2 separate regions of the Hordeum vulgare genome follow, and region 2 is linked to region 1. A link is a contact called in public Hi-C data. All regions are on one chromosome and are shown on one strand. Each heading gives the region's core, a stretch centred on a gene start, on an enhancer-like site or on the middle of the called end of the contact. The rest is flanking DNA. Distances are from core to core; before and after follow the strand shown. Region 1 holds the start of LOC123444834 (transcription factor LG2-like). Region 2 holds the start of LOC123444841 (sialyltransferase-like protein 1).

Evidence for each region. A called contact is a pair of places that touch in the nucleus more often than the background predicts.
Region 2: a Hi-C map of leaf shows a contact between it and region 1, with 9 times the contacts expected there. The contact joins the promoter of LOC123444841 here to the promoter of LOC123444834 in region 1. A contact is called at or near these places in 2 of 6 Hi-C or Micro-C datasets (leaf and seedling) and 1 of 1 datasets of contacts at active chromatin or transcription factors (embryo).

Annotation. Positions count from the first base shown.
Region 1 is chr3H:541,842,494-541,846,903 of MorexV3_pseudomolecules_assembly, reverse strand. LOC123444834 (transcription factor LG2-like) reads left to right here and starts at 1,974. Exons shown (of 12, transcript XM_045121693.1): 1 at 1,974-2,273; 2 at 2,390-2,573; 3 at 3,200-3,336; 4 at 3,847-3,971; 5 at 4,302-4,410. The coding sequence starts at 2,416.
Region 2 is chr3H:542,298,827-542,302,886 of MorexV3_pseudomolecules_assembly, reverse strand. It overlaps LOC123444841 (sialyltransferase-like protein 1), which reads left to right and starts at 2,120. Exons shown (of 1, transcript XM_045121700.1): 1 at 2,120-3,830. The coding sequence starts at 2,338. The coding sequence ends at 3,507.

The sequences.
Region 1 (4,410 bases), core at 725-3,224:
AGCTAGAGGTGGCGTCACTGCTTTCGTCTTCAAAACCCATGGCGACCGTCTGATGGGGCGGTGTTGCGGGCGGCTGTGCGGACGACGGGGAGGGAGACACGAGCGAGGAGGAAGAGAGGAGTGGCGGGGGGGGGGGGGGGGGAGACATGAGCGAGGAGGCCGATCGGACATGCTTAAAGCCATGCACGACTCGAGCCGGACCAATCCTAGTCAGCGTGTGGTCCCATGCTGGTCGGCCAGCGTGGGGCCTAAAGCGCGGGCCCGGTGATCAGTTTCCGCGTCAATACATCGAAATACTATGTTTAGCTCGAGTTGCAACGTGGAGCCCGAAACTTGACACCGACACATAAAAATTAAAAATCTTGATATCAAATCGTCGCCACCATGTCAAATATGGTACAAACATATAATTTTCTCTAATAGTACAATCCAGGAGCTGGCATTCTGAATTTCAAAAAGGCAAAAAAGAAAAACTGGCTTCCTGTGACGCGTCGTTTTGTACCTCGGTGATTTACCATGGTAGCACGGCGGGAGAAAAATGAAGAACCATTCGTCAAAACATGCATGGATGCCAGTTCACTTGGTGATCTGCCTATACATTCCTCCCTCCCTCTTAAAAAAAGCTGCGACGACTTGACACTTACTACAGGCCCATCCTTCCCGAGAGATCGATCCATCAAATCTCTCTCTCTCTCTCTCTCAAAATAAAAAAAATCAGGCTTTGACCTTGGCTACTACGTAGTAGTACGTACACGTACTATACTACTGGAGTTCATATTTCCTTTCCTAGGCTGTGTACTGCTCCGTATTCCGCTGGAGTGGACTGGGCAGCGGGCAGGCTCCGGCACGTGAACGAGAGACTCTTTCTCATCCCGTCTTTGACCAACTCTACCTAGTGTATGACAAGTCTTCTTTTTTTACATGCAGTAGTACTACAACAGGACTTGAGAGTGAGAGATAAAAAGGTTTACCGGAGAAGGAATTTGTGGGCAGCGAGTATGAACGCATCTTCTCTCCATCGTCGCCGCGCCACGAGCACTTTGTTCTTCAGCCGCCCTAGTTTACACACCGGCCTTGAGGGCCCTACTTGAGATAAAGAGGATTAAGCACTAGCAGTATCTAGCCAGCGAGCGAGCAACTTGGCCTCAGATCAATCTAAACAAACCTGGCCACTAATCAGCCGGCGACAAGTGTCCTGTGCCCCCCCTACCAAGCTAGAGCGATCCACAACATGTCAGGGGGTGCAAAGGCTCTTCTCAGGATCGAACAAACATATTTTCTCATACAGGAAAGAATCTTTCCAGTATGTATTTGGTGTATGACAAGGCACCGATGTTGACCTCCGGATTGAAGAACCGGAGCACGGAGACAGACGACAAGTCCCAGACCAGCCCATTTTCCACGGGGAGCGCCCCCGAAAACTCCATGTTTTTTTTCGACCCAAGTGGTTTCTTTCTTTTTCCTCACACTGGATCGGCGGTGCATCATATCATATCTGATATACATATATGCCTGGTGGTGCTTTGGTTGGGAATGGGAGTGGCCACACGAGTAAACTAGAATTGTTGATGATATGTGGAGTGAGAGAACATACATGGTTGACAAATCAGCCCCGCCTGTGTGTGTCAATGCGTCTCTGCTTTCAGCAGAGGAGATTGGGATTGATGGAGGGGTAGAACAACTTCTCAAGCCCCCCTCTTTTTGAAAAATATAAAAAGGTTGTGAGCCTTTTTCCTCTCCATTTATTCCTTTTCAGAAACGGTTTTTTTCTCTCTATTCAATGCTCCTTTTGGTCGAGTACTTGCCGTCTCAGAGGAGCGCGGCCAATGGGGGATCAAAGGTGGTTGCAAGGAGTGGAGCAGGAGGAGACAGAAACGCTGACAGCAAAGGCCTACCACACACACACACACACTCACACCCTCTCCAGCAGCTCTCTATTCTCTCTCTATCTATACTCTCTCTTTCTCTTCAGTCAGTCCAGCTCTCCTCACGCACACACACAAAGACAACTCTCTCTCTCTCTCTCTCTAGCCTGTGATGTGAGTGTGAGGAAAAAGAAAGACAGGGTCGTGGGACGTGTTGAAGAGGACAAGATCTTCTTTGCAGTACAGTGGAGGAAACTCCAAGGCGGATTCAATTTGCCAGTGTGCGCGAACCGAGAAGCAAAGGGGCGCCAATCCCATCACTCATTCATTCATTCATTCATCCATCCCCCCCCCCCTCCTCTCTCCTCTCTCTCCCTCTGCCTCCCCTCGCATGCTTGCTCCAGGATGGTATGTACACATGTTCTCTTCCTCCCTCTTTATCTCTCTGGTCCTCCCTCTCCCTCTCTCTCCTCTCCAGTATTACTAACTTCACTCTGGCCTCTGGTCTGGTCTCTCCTTGGCAGCGGCAGCGGCAGCAGAGGTGGTGATCATGGTGCAAGGTGAGGAGGCGAGCTGTTCGTGGAGGATGGCGAGCGCCCACGACCATGCAGTGCACCTCAGCCACCAAGCAGCGCTCGCCTACCATGGCGGACTCCAGCTCCAACCCCATCACCATGCCGCCTCCGCCGCGCCGTCCGCCAGCTTCTTGTACTGCTCCCACTCCCACTCAGCCCCCTTTTCCCATTCCCCTTGCAAAATTTCCATTCTCTTTAATTCGAGGTTTGTGCTAGCTACCAGCTAGATATCCATGCATCCGTGCTCCAGCTGACCGGCTCATGCAACAGGAGCAGGAGCTAACTAGCAAGATCAGGCCAGCTTTTTCTCGCAACCAGTAGCAGTTTGCAAATCCCCCAGTCTCAGTGGGCAGGGCTACTTGTGTTTAATTAAGTCGTTTTTAAATCTCGATCGTGTGCATCCTTTTATCCATCATCTTTTTAACAAACTTATTCGACGCACAGTCACACACACACAGAGATATGCTTATGCTCCCTCCATTGGATTACACCTCCGCCAGCGCGCACCAGCTCCATTTCTTAATGCCGAAGGCCTTAACCGTACCACGAGAGTGATCCGGGCACCATCTTTTTCGGCCCCCGGCCTCATCCTTATCTGCTCCAACGATCTTTAGTAGCCTCCGCCCGCCTTTCCATTCTCGAAAAGCTTTTATCCTGTTTGATTTCCTATAGCAGCTGCTACAGCTAGCGTAATAAGTTGGCATATCACTCGCTGGTGATTGATGAGATGACGAGTTCTGTGCGCCACTGCTTGGGCAGGGACTTCCAGCCGGCAGCGGCCGCCGCCTACTTCGGGGAGCTGGAGGAGGCCCTCATCCACGGCGCCAACGCCGGCGTCGCAGACCACCTCCACCACAACCCCGGCGGCATGATCGCAGGCGACGCGCACGCCAAGTGTAAGCTACCTAACCTACGTACCCTCTTCTTCTTCTTCTTCTTCCTCCATGCACCTCCTATACCAAGTCCCAAACCTTAGCCACCTACCAAAAAGGATCGTTGGCTGCTGTTGTTCGGCACACATGGCGAGGGGTAGCCTGGGGGAGGCAGCAGTGAGACATGCCTCGCCTTTTGCATTCCCGCAAACAGTCGCCACATGCAGCAAGCTCGGCGCGGCATAAATGGTGAGACAAGGAAGGGAAAGCATGTCGCCGTCCTTGGGCTTGGGCTGGGTTGACCTCCCCTCCTCCACCCGTCGCCTACACTAGCACCAGCAGCCAACAGTGCAGCAGGAGCTTCTTCCTCCCTCCGCCATGTTTAGCTACAGCTACAGCTTTTATCTCTCACCCTGTGAGGGGGGGAGGAGGATGCACGCAGGAACAGCTGTTATTTTAGCTAGGGGAACAGGAACACCAACACGAGACCGATATGATTGAATCCTCTTTGTATCTATCTATCTATGCATGCAGCGGCAGCGGCAGCGGCAGGAGGAGGAGGAGGGTACCTGCAGGCGGGGGCGGGGGCGGGCAGGCCCCCCACGCTGGAGATCTTCCCTTCGTGGCCAATGCCGCACCCACAGCAGCTGCACAGTGGTGTAAGGACCCGCTTCCCATGATCATTCACCTTCACCCCCATGCATTCATTTACTGGCTCGCCTCAGTCGTCGTTGTCGCTGAACCCGAGGAAAAAGATGTCCATGTTCCTCCTCCGCTTGGCTCCGATCGGAATCGGGGGGTCCGTACTGCGTGCCACCGCCGGCCGGCCGGCCAGCCGGTCACGAGTAAAGAGGGCCTGCAAGGGGGGCGAAAACGTGTTCCCCTCCCCCGGCCAGCTCGTCACAGAGGCACATTAACCCTGCATGCATGCATGCGCGTGTGACCACTCTCGCTCGGCTCACTGTTTGCCTGGGTTAATTGCTGAACAGGGGAATTCGCAGTCAGTCGGGAGCACCACTGACTCGAGCTCAGCCCGGAACACAATGGCGCAGATGGAGCTGGTGTCCCCAGCAGGCCCGGCCGGCAGCGTCAGGCCCT
Region 2 (4,060 bases), core at 871-3,370, 460 kb before region 1:
GCCACTGCTTCTAATATGACAGTGCACGCTTTGACATGCCCCTTGTACTGCCCCTGCCAAGCAAATGGACAGTTCTTCCACTCCCAGTGCATACAATGTATGCTGTCAAGCATGCCTGGAAAGCCTCTAGCTGCGTTGGTCGCCAACAATCTCTCTGTATCAGCGGCAGTTGGCTGCCTCAAGTACTCAGGGCAAAACACCTCGATCACAGCCTGACAGAATTTGTACATTGACATCAGACATGTTGTCTCACTCATACGCACATACTCATCCACTAGATCACCTGGAATTCCATATGCAAGCATGCGGATGGCCGCGATCCATTTCTGGTAAGAGGAGAATCCTAGCTTGCCAAGGGCATCCGTCTTGCATTGGAAGTATGGGTCATGAGCAACCACTCCCTCTCGGATACGATTGAACACATGCCTTGCCATACGAAAACGACGACGGAATTTATCCGGCTTGAAGAGCGGTGTGTTCGCAAAGTAATCGACATAGAGCAGGGCCTGGCCTCTCTCCCTGTTGCGGTTCAGGTTCACAACACGACCAGGGAGTGACCCCTTGTACCAAGGAAGCTGCCGTTGAATGTGGTCGTGAACCATCACTGCAGCCACCACAATATCTTCATCATCGGACGACGAATCGTCCGATGAATAGATGAAGTGGTGGAAGAAAAACTCATCACCATTGTTCATACCTTTGCGGGCAAAGTGTCGAACACCTTGCGCTCGTGGTGGCAAAGAGGCCGCGATGGTCACCTTGATGCAGGGGTGGTTGGTGGCCGGCTACTGACTGCTCTAGAGCACTCGTCGGAAGCTGTCATGGCCGTCGTGGTACGTCGCCTCGGCCGTATCCACTCTGCCGCCGGCTACGACGGCGACGGCGACGGCCAAACCTCCTCTGATCGACGCCCAAACTACGACAAAAGTGCGGGCGTGGTGGCGGCCATGGCAAGACGGAGATTGCTATGGACGACCGGGGGATGAGGTGGCCGGAGAATAGCGGCGGCGCCGTTGGCGGGGCAGGGCGGGAGAGGGGGTGGAGGCGTTGGAATTTTTGGGAGTGCTTGTGTCCCCGACACGTGCGCCACGGGCGGACAAGGGCATGCGGCGTGCGCGTCCGCGCGATGTCCGTTTCCCCCAAACTGAGCGCAAGTTTGGACCGGGATGGGTCGAAAACAGAAGAAATTCAGACATTTGTCTGTCTGGGTCCGTGCGTTGGACCGCGTTATTCGTCCGTTCTACCCCAATCGGGCGCGCGCGGACAAGATGGGGTCTCGCGTTGGAGTTGGCCTTATATCTTGTACTCCCTCCGTCACGGTTTAGAAGGCACGCTTGTAAAATCTCTCGGACCAAGGTAATCACCGATTGGTTATGAGATGTAGCAGGTGTAGATGCTAATGCGCCTAATCAACTGGAAAAATACTAATAGTAATGCATGAGCAGCAAATTGAGAGGACGCATGCATGAGTAGTACTAGTAATAAGAGCAAGTACAATAAGGTACAATCAGCAGACTGTAAGGATTAAAATACTATATTTTTGCTGAGTTGGATGAGAGAGAAAAAGAGCAGACTCTTCGTAAAGAGCCAGCTCTAGCACGTGCTCCTATGTACTTTGTGAAAATGAAAGGTGTATCATATATGACAAAAGTGGTACTCTTTTGTAACTAACTATTATACAATCTAGCTATAAGATGAGCTACAAGATGTCTTATAGCCAGCAGTTGGCTATACTATTAACCATGCTCTAATAAATGAAAGTAATTGCTTTCGCGTTTTAAACCTTGTCTATTTTGAAAACGCACGTAAGTTTAACCGTGCCTTATAAACCATGACGGAGGTAGTACAGTAGTTGACTATTGTAATGAATGTATTGAAAGTTTCTCATGAAAGAAAATCATTCCTCTCCTCGCCGGTCCAAGGGAGGGAGCAAAAGTGCACCGGGACAGAGGGAGGGCCAATCCGCAAACATTTCCGCCCGCCCATCATCTCCCGCGGCCATGCCGTGCCGTGCCGTGCCCCGGCCCTCGTGCAGTCACGTTGCAACGCCCTCACACACAGCACAGAACAGAATCATTGCTCCCCCCGACGCCCGGCTCGGCTCGAACCCAACGAGAACAACAACGCATAGGATCCCCCAGTTCCCCGAACCCGAAGTCCAACCACCTACAAATAAAACCAATCTCGCTCCCACCCACCTCGCCACACTCGACTCGACCCGAAACCCATCGCGCTCGCGCCCCACTCCCCCGGCCGCCCGGACCTCGGCTCCACCCAGATGCGCATCCCCCGATGCGGCCCCGGCCCACATAGCCCCCGGCTGCTGCGGCGGCGGCCATGAAGCGGCCGCTGCGGGGGCCCTTCGCGGCGCTCCTCCTCGTCGTGCTCTGCGGCGCGGCCTCCTTCCCCTCCGCGCTCCGCCGAGCGGTGGCTCCGGCGCTCGCCCCGCCACCGCCCGATCCCGCGCGCCTCAACGCCACGCTCCTCCGCCTCGCCGCCGCCGACGGCTCCGAGCCCTCGCTGCGCCGCGACGTCGACGACCTCCTCGAGGGCCGCCTCCCGGCCTCCGGCCGCGCCCGAGCCCGCGCCTGGCGCCGCGACAGGCTCCACCCGCTCCACCTCCGCCACCACCAGTTCCCCGTCCACCGCCGCGGCCACGACCACGACCACGCCGACTCCCTGCTCCACCCGCTCCCGCGCGAGGAGATCCTCCTCGACCCCTCCCTCCGCCGCGCGCTCCGCTCCTGGCACCGCCTCCGCCGCTACGACCCCGCCGTGCTCCGCGACCTCCCCGCCGTGCTCGCCCTCCCCGCCCGCATCCCCTCCTGCGCCGTCGTCGGCAACAGCGGCATCCTCCTCCGCCACGCCCACGGCGCCCTCATCGACTCCCACCACGCCGTCTTCCGCCTCAACAACGCCCGCATCGTCGGCTACACCGCGCACGTCGGCGCCAAGACCAACCTCTCCTTCATCAACAGCAACATACTCCACCTCTGCGCGCGCCGCCCCGGCTGCTTCTGCCACCCCTACGGCAGCGGCGTCCCCGTCCTCCTCTACATCTGCCAGGCCGCGCACTTCCTCGACGTCGCCGCCTGCAACGCCTCCTCCCTCGCCACCCACGACGCACCCATCTCCGTCACCGACCCGCGCCTCGACGTCCTCTGCGCGCGCATCGTCAAGTACTACTCGCTCCGCCGCTTCGTCGCCGAGACGGGCCGCGCCGTCGAGGAGTGGAACAGCGCGCACGACGCGGCGCTGTTCCACTACTCGTCCGGGATGCAGGCCATCATGGTCGCGGTGGGGGTGTGCGACAGGGTGAGCGTGTTCGGCTTCGGGAAGGTGGCAGACGCCAAGCACCATTACCACAGCAACCAGAAGAACGAGCTCGACCTCCACGACTACGAGGCGGAGTACGCCTTCTACCGCGACCTCGCCGAGCGCCCGCAGGTAGTCCCCTTCCTCAAGGACACCGGCTTGGCTGTCCCGCCCGTCGTCTTCTACCATTAGGCGCCAGCTTCCTAGGGCGCGGGCAACGTGCTCGACGTTATGCTTTTCTTTTTGGACCTGCTTGTTTGCTCACTGTAAAATGTGCTCTGCGAGGTGGGTTAGTAGTTATTTATTGTGATTAGAGATGATGGATAGGTGAGTCGAGATAGAGAATTGGAGCTGCAAGTGTACATTAAGATTTTGGATCCTCCATTGGGTATAACCGTATAGGAGAGGTTGCTTGTGTTTTTGGCTGCTTCACAACGACAGCTAGTCAAGTGTAATTTCAGACTGATTTGTCTTGATAAGTTCTTCCCAATCAAATGTATACCTCCTTATGTGAAGCCTTGCTGCCACTGTGGTTCAGCTGATATTTACTCTACTGTATGTAGTTTCTCTTAGGTGACAGACAGGTATGCTTCAGCTTTGCTGCCACTATGCTTCAGCTGATAAAATCTATACCTTATTTTACTGCTTGCTGATGTCTTGTTTATGTATATGCGGTCCTTTTTACCCTACTTATCATCGAACTAGTGGATAACAATGTACCCAGTTACTTGTGCGAATTCGTTTT